Regions from separate parts of the Ovis aries genome. Here region 2 is linked to region 1. A link is a contact called in public Hi-C data. All regions are on one chromosome and are shown on one strand. Each heading gives the region's core, a stretch centred on a gene start, on an enhancer-like site or on the middle of the called end of the contact. The rest is flanking DNA. Distances are from core to core; before and after follow the strand shown.

What was found. A called contact is a pair of places that touch in the nucleus more often than the background predicts.
Region 2: a Hi-C map of hypothalamus shows a contact between it and region 1, with 5 times the contacts expected there. The contact joins the promoter of MARS2 here to the promoter of HSPD1 in region 1. A contact is called at or near these places in 2 of 16 Hi-C or Micro-C datasets (hypothalamus and liver).

Annotation. Positions count from the first base shown.
Region 1 is chr2:199,806,002-199,810,184 of ARS-UI_Ramb_v3.0, forward strand. HSPD1 (heat shock protein family D (Hsp60) member 1) reads right to left here and starts at 2,645. Exons shown (of 13, transcript XM_060410155.1): 1 at 2,360-2,645. All of the region lies in intron 2 of MOB4 (MOB family member 4, phocein), which reads left to right.
Region 2 is chr2:199,943,445-199,947,488 of ARS-UI_Ramb_v3.0, forward strand. It overlaps MARS2 (methionyl-tRNA synthetase 2, mitochondrial), which reads left to right and starts at 1,743. Exons shown (of 2, transcript XM_060411245.1): 1 at 1,743-4,044. The coding sequence starts at 1,780. The coding sequence ends at 3,561.

The DNA.
Region 1 (4,183 bases), core at 1,395-3,894:
TGCTCCACGGGCTTGGTTGCTCCATGGCATGTGAGATCTTCTGAGACCATGGATCAAACCCATGTTCCCAGCATTGCAAGGTGGATTCTTAACCACTGGACCACCAGGGAAGCCTCCAAAAGATCATACTCTTATGAGGCAGAAGGAAAGAACTGCTGTGCACTGGTTTCATTCCCTCTCCCTCCACACAAACCCTTTTATTTGATAAACTGTTCAAAGTCTTACAGTCAACAAGGAAGAGAATTTAGACTTCTTGAATCTCAGTCCAGAGTTATTTTCATTTGTTCATCTTGCCTTTAAAAAAACTACTTCTTTAACAAAAATATTCAAGTAACCCATTTTTACATGTTACTGTTATTACTGATCATGCTCTTTTCTTCTTCCCCCCACTCCCTAAATTAATTGTGGTTGTAGAATTATTGTTGTTTAGAGGTCTGCAGACCTCCAATCTGCAGACTAACAGATTAAACGTCACATTAAAATGTGAAGGTTATAAGTTAGAAACATTTCAACCATAAAGACCAAGGTTCTTCCTGTAAACAAGGCCAGAATTGACATCACAATGTAGCATAATTAGACTTTTCAAAGAGAAGAATATGTATTTTGTTCCTGAATTTAACACCTACTTAATTCTCTTTTTCTTTTGTTCTTTTCAGATGGGTTGAAACAGTATTTAAGTATTACTACCAGGCATGAAATTAAAAGACGCTTACTCCTTGGAAGGAAAGTTATAACCAACCTAGATAGCATATTCAAAAGCAGAGACATTGCCAGCAAAGGTCTGTCTAGTCAAGGCTATGGTTTTTCCAGTGGTCATGTATGGCTGTGAGTTGGACTGTGAAGAAAGCTGAGGGCCGAAGAATTGATGCTTTTGAATTGTGGTGTTGGAGAAGACTCTTGAGAGTCCCTTGGACTGCAAGGAGATCCAACCAGTCCATTCCTAAAGGAGATCAGTCCTGGGTGTTCATTGGAAGGACTGATGCTGAAGCTGAAACTCCAATACTCTGGGCCACCTGATGCGAAGAGTTGACTCATTGGAAAAGACCCTGATGCTGGGAGGGATTGGGGGCAGGATAAGGGGACGACAGAGGATGAGATAGCTGGATGGCACCACCAACTCGATGGACATGAGTTTGGGTAAACTCTAGGAGTTGGTGATGGACAGGGAGGCCTGGTATGCTGCAATTCATGGGGTTGCGGAGTCAGACATCGCTGAGCGACTGAACTGAACTCTGGACTTAAGATGAGCCCCTTCAACTATAGGTAACTGATATTTACAGCTCGGGGATTACCATACAATCCGGGAAATTATAACTGAATCCTTGGAGTAAGGGAGGTGAGATTGTCCACAGACCTAAGAATCTGCTCTCTACAGATCCAGCCATATCTCTCTTAGGGTGGCAACATTTAGGGGCTGCTTGTCTTAGATTCTCACTGTATTTATTAAGAGAACTGGTGACTTGCACGGCTGTCTCCATGGCTAGACTCTAATCAACTTATCCTTAAGGATGGGGCCTTTTTATACTTTTACCTCAGTGCCACAGAGTGGGGCTTAATAAACACTTGTTGGATGAATAAATTTTTTGCACTTAGTGATGGAGTTGTCCTTTCTCTTGAAAAGTTACCAGTCTCTACATCTTCTAGAAAGAAGAAATCTTTAAAGGCAAACAGGCTTCCCATATTAAATGCTTCTGAACGAAATTCCAAGCCATGACAGTTATTCAGCTTTGCACTAATTTTAACCACCCTCTCATCCACTCCTGGCTTTCATCTTTGGAGACTCTGTTACATGTCTCAGCATTCTTAATACACTTTTGGGTGTACTTGATGGGATGGGATATCTGATGCTTTTCTCTCTTGAAAATTACCCTACTATATGCATTGTTTACTAATTTAACCGTCTTCGCATCTGATAACCTAAGGCCTCTCTCATCCCAGATCAAACATTTTAAGATTTCCAAGCAGGAACCAAAAAAAAGTTTGCCAATACATCTCTGATTCCATGACATAAGAGAAAACTTAAAACTTGCAACAAAGAAAAACTGAAATACTGGGATGTACAACACCCACCGTCAACGAAGGGGCATTCATTTTCTCCTCCTGCTTTTGACTTGCAAAAAAATACAAGCTAATCTTGTCTGCTTAACACACAATACCTGATGTCCCCTTTACCGTCAGAAAATTGGCATTTGGGTCTCTAATCGACACAAACTTAGCGGATGGCGGAAATACCGTTTTACACTCTAAGCCTGAGTCTGATTTGAAATTGGTCCATTTCATGCAGGGTCTGTGTAACTTTCCAAGACTGCTGACCTCTTTTTCACTGTGCACATCTAGGCAGATTTCGGGACAGACTTACGCTTCTCTAGGTATTTGTTTGCACAACCGACAACTGAAACGGTCGTCATTGTGCAAGCTCCGTTCTTCCAGTTAACTAACGTAAGCCCAATGAGATGCACAACGCGCTACGCCGAATTTGCACATTCCCACTTGGGGATGGTGGCTCTCTGCGCTGGCCGGCGGAATTCTCTTTGCTACTCACTCTCGTCCTTGGCAGCCGGGTCTCTCCCTCCCTCCACTTCGTCGTCAGTGAGTCGTCGGCTGTTCCTTTTCTTGTCCCCCTCCCTCCGCCAGCTGGCCCTTTCAGGGACTCCTCCAGTTCCTCCCACCCTGCCCCGCGCGGGCTACGGCTGTGCCGTCAGCAGTCGCCCCTCCCCCGCGCCCGAGCCAGGAACGCCGCTCCGCCCCGCCCCCCGCGCAGGCAGCCGTCCCCTACATCCGGGTACCGACTCCAGCCGCCCAGACTCTGGCACTATGGTCATGGCGGAGGGGACGGCTGTGCTGAGGCGGAACAGGCCGGGTACCAAGGCTCAGGTACTATATCTGCACCTTTGGGGGAGGGGGAGGGGGCTCTTGGTGCCGAGCAGAGTCGCACTTTGAAGCTGGATACCTCTGAGAGGAGGATGGGCCGGGGCGACCGACGGACTGGCGGGGGCACTGGTGCCCGGCCTGCTCTTCCGGAGCCTCAGTCCTTCGGTTTGGCGGAGGCGGCGGCGGCGCCGGCGGCCCGGGAGGCCTGCGTAGCTCCGACTGGAGGGTGGGCGTGAGGGGCGCATAGGGGCGGCCGAGACCAGGGCTGGAAAGCTTGTTAGTAGCCACTGCTTGTTCTCGCCTTTTGCCTGATCTCCAGTGACCAGTGTCTGAGGGGTGCCGCGGGCCAGGTGGAGACCCTGAGGTTCTATGAGGGCTTCTAGGGTGGGAGGGGTGTAAACAGCCTACCTCGTCCTGCCTTCCAGTTCCTATCTGGCTTGTGAGCTGCCCGACTTCTGACATCCAGCTTGTCTAGCCGGATCCGGGAGTCGATATCCTCCTCCTTCTGCTGTTTGCTTTTGGCCACTTATCGCTCTAGCTGTTCTCTGGTCCAGCAAGTTTTCATCATCAGGCTGGGACTTGTTAGATATCATTCCTTGTGAATTTCTTTATGTGTGAAGCATAAGGAAGGAATTGATTATAATTTTATCAACTTTTAGTAGGGCGGTACTTGGAGTGAGTTGGTCCTTGTGTCAGTATTGATTCTTGGGATTTGCAAAAGACGGAGTGCTCTTCACATTCCTAAAAAAAATCGAATAGGGTAGTTAGACCTCATCTGATTAGCCTGCCAGGTGAAATGGTTTGCAATTGGGTACATGCTCCAAAATCAGAAGAGGTGTTATAATGTGATTTTAAAGAAAAAGAGGTAAGTGTATGTGTGGGGTGGCGCTCAGGGTAGGGACCAGATGCAACCGTGGAGCTACTACCTTATGCCAGAGAATGGATTTTTAATGCCTTGCACAGAATTTGGGAAAGGGTGTCCTTTCAAAGGGAACTTTTAGATCCAGACATCTTCCCAGATCTATGTTACAGATAAGGAAACTGAAGCCCAGAAATTAGACTGCTAATTAGACACTAGTGACCTTTTCTTTTTCACAAATTGCTTCTAGTACTGAATTTTAGAGAGTTCAGTTGGAAACCCTTTTGTTTTTATAGAGTCATGTTTTATTGTGTCAGTTTTATTGGCAGTTTTATGGTCATCCTACTTGGAATTTGTATATTATTTGTGCTTTTTACTGTTTCAAAAATTTCTTTATTTATAAATGATCTTTTCTAAGATGCTTTTAATTCTCATTCTGTGGAAACATTTCTG
Region 2 (4,044 bases), core at 493-2,992, 140 kb after region 1:
ATGCAGTGAAAAGGCCGAATCACTGGACCACCAGGGAATTCCCATGATATCATTTTTTAGAATGTTTAATACATGCAAAATTAAACAATATGTTGCTTTGTTGTTGTGCACTTTCTAAATCCTATCCAACTCTCTGCGACCCCATGAACTGCAGAACACCAGGCTCCCTTGTCCTTCACTATTTCCAAGTTTGCTCAAATTCATGTCTATTGAGTCAGTGATGCCATCCAACCAGCTCATCCTCTGTTGTCCCCCTCTTCTCCTGCCCTCAATCTTTGCCAGCATCAGGGTCTTTTCCAATGAGTCCACTCTTGGCATCAGGACTGAGCTTCAGCATCAGTCCTTCCAATGAATATTCAGGGTTGATTTCCTTTAGGACTGATTGGTTTGATCTCCTTGCAGTGCAAGGGATTCTCAAGGCTTTTGTCTCTATAGACTTAGACATACTATATATATAGTAACATATATGCAAGATTCAGGACAATGATTACCTCTGGGAAGAAGACAGGAATACAAGGAGAAAAAGAGTACATAGACCTAAATTGCCAATGATCTTCTAGTTCAGTGGGTCTCAAATTTTAGTGTGCATCAGAATTCCTATAAAGCTCATTAAAACCTAGATGGCTGGGAGCCCCCAGGTTTTTTGATTCAGGAGGTGAGTGTGGGGCCTAAGAATATGCATTTCTAACAAGGTTCCAGGTGCTGTTTTAATGCAGCTCTGCTGGAATCACACAGAGAAAACCACTTCCAGTTTATAAATTGGATTGTAGGTTCACAGGCATTACATTTGCTTTATTAAAATAATATAATAAAGTTATGTTATTATTAAATCATTAAGTTAAATGGGAGAGAAAAAAGATGGCCAGTCATAGACCAAAGATGAGAGTTTGTCAAGAAGCAAGGTTTAATATGAATCCAGTTCTGGGCTCTGGAGGCATCCTTTTTGAAAATGCTAGGATTCCCTTACTAAAAGCAAACATGAAAAACACTTCTCTAGGAGAACCTCAGGATCATTTTAGAAGAATACTACTGGCAACTACCCTGAGAAATAAATCTGAGGACTGTTTTTCTCCTTAGGTGCACAGGGAAAGCATTCCAGCTTTCTGAATCTCAATAATCTCTGCAAAGACTGGACATATCACAGGCTAACCTCTTTCATGGATTCAACAAAAAATGCATTTGAAGAAAATATTTCTGCTACTTTTTCAGATCTTACCCTTTCCTCAAGTGCTTTATTTAGGTCATTATTTTTCTTCCTTCCCTTCTCCCTCCTCCCTTCTGGAGTTATTGTATCCACTAGGTTCTGAGAGGAAAATGTATATGATATTTTAGATTCCTACCGGGCTATGTAGAGGGTATACTCCTGCAACTAACTGGTCACTGACAGGAGTTTGAAGAATGCCTGAATATAAAATTCTTCCCCACAAGCAACTCAGCCTGGAGAAAAAAACAAAAAACAAAAACCAAAAAACAGATCCATAAATATAAAATTATATCCCAGAGCAGGACAAGCAGCATATTACAGATACAAACTTATCTGCTTTCACAACCTCTCCTACACTCAGCTCCTCTAAGCTATGCTCGCTCGCTCCCACAATTCACAACATCTGCTCAGAGGCCCGTGGAGGGAGGAGCGCGGGAGGGGCGGCGGAGGGCCGGAGCTCGGGGCCGGACTTCATTGGCTTTCTGGCCGGAAGCGGCGGTGCGGCCCGGCTGCGCATGCGCCCCTCACACGTGCTTCCAGAACGCCCCCTCCGCCGCTTGAGATCCGCGGGCGTCATGCTGCGAGTTTCTGCCTTCCGGCTGCTAGGACGCAGGGGGGCGAGTAGGGTCTCGCTCTCGGAGGACTTTAGCTTACGCCACTACAGCTCGGGCCCTCTTAGTGTCCGCGACGATACCCGCGACTCGCGCGCCTACTTTACCACACCCATTTTCTACGTGAATGCCGCGCCGCACATCGGGCACCTGTACTCCGCGCTACTGGCGGACGCCCTGTGCCGACACCATCGCCTCCGAGTTCCCAGTGACGCCGCCACGGGATTCTCCACGGGTACCGATGAGCACGGCCTGAAGATTCAGCAGGCAGCCGCCGCCGCGGGCCTGGCTCCGTCCGAGCTGTGCGACAGAGTCTCTGCCCAGTTCCAGCAGCTTTTCCGGGAGGCTGACATCTCTTCCACCGACTTCATCCGCACCACCGAGGCCCGGCACCGGGTAGCTGTGCAGCACTTCTGGGGGATGCTGAAGGCTCGGGGTCTTCTCTACAAGGGCATCTATGAAGGTTGGTATTGCGCCTCCGACGAGTGCTTCCTGCCTGAAGCCAAGGTTACCAGGCAGCCCGGCCCGTCGGGGGATTTGTGTCCTGTATCTCTCGAGAGCGGACACCCGGTCTCCTGGACCAAGGAAGAAAACTACATTTTTAGGCTTTCCCAGTTCCGGGAGCCGCTCCAGCAGTGGCTGCGGGGCGACCCTGAGGCCATAACACCGGAGCCATTCCATCACACAGTCCTTCAGTGGTTGGAGGAGGAGCTGCCGGACCTATCGGTCTCTCGAAGGAGTAGCCACTTGCACTGGGGCATTCCGGTGCCCGGGGACGATTCACAGACCATCTACGTATGGCTGGATGCCTTGGTCAACTACCTTACTGTAATCGGCTACCCAAACGCTGAGTTCAAATCTTGGTGGCCGAACACCTCTCATATCATAGGCAAGGACATTCTCAAATTCCATGCTATCTATTGGCCTGCCCTCCTCTTAGGGGCCGGCATGAGCCCACCACATCGCATCTATGTCCATTCCCACTGGACAGTCTGTGGTCAGAAGATGTCCAAGAGCTTGGGTAACGTGGTGGATCCCAGGACTTGTCTTGACCGCTATACGGTGGATGGCTTCCGCTACTTTCTTCTTCGGCAGGGTGTCCCCAGCTGGGATTGTGATTACTATGATGAAAAGGTGGTTAAGTTGTTGGATTCTGAGCTGGCAGATGCTTTGGGAGGTCTCCTGAACCGATGTACTGCCAACAGGATCAATCCTTCTGGGATCTATCCGGCTTTCTGCACTACTTGCTTTCCCAGTGAGCCAGGCTTGGTGGGGCCGTCAGGTCGTGCTCAGGCAGAGGACTATGCTCTAGTGAGCGCAGTGGCCACTTTGCCCAAGCAGGTAGCAGACCACTACGATAACTTTCAGATCTATAAGGCTCTGGAGGCAGTGTCCAGCTGTGTCCGGCAGACTAACGGCTTTGTCCAAAGGCATGCGCCATGGAAGCTGAACTGGGAGAGCCCGGTGGATGCTCCCTGGCTGGGTACTGTGCTTCATGTGGCCTTGGAGTGTTTGCGAGTCTTTGGAACTCTGCTCCAGCCTGTCACCCCAAGCCTAGCTGACAGGCTGCTGTCTAGGTTGGGGGTTTCTTCCACAGAGAGGAGCCTTGGAGAGCTCCATTTCTTGTCTCGATTCTATGGACATCCATCACCTTTTGAAGGAAGGAGACTGGGACCTGAAACTGGGGTTTTGTTTCCAAGACTGGACCAGTCTAGGTCCTGGCTCGTAAAAGCCCACAAGACCTAGAAACTCAGTTCTTATTAGCTTGTTGTCAAAAAGTAAATTTGTTATTTTCTAATTTTTTGCATTTTCAGGGAAATTATATTAATGCTTTCTAAAGTGTTGCATCAAATGAGCACATAAGTAATGTCCCTGTGAATTTTGATAGCCTTTCAGGAGCCTACTCCCTACTCTTCAGTTCTGTGTGTCCATTAACCACTGTCCTTTGTACCCCAGTGTCTCTGAGATGTCTCCAGGGGTAAGAGACAACTTTGCTGATACTATTCCTTCTCATTGTGTACCTCCGTCCAAACCACAGTTATTTGCCCAGACTACCTCTCTTGGCTTGTTTTTCATTGGCCTGGCCTCTGCTAGGCAAAATGAGAGTGGGGGTTGGAGGCCCCCTACCTCAGCTTTTACTTTGTTATATATGTTGAGTCTCCTGTTGAAAACATTGTTTCATTAAACCTTTAAAAACCAGTGTCCTAGATTAGATGATTTTTGCCTATG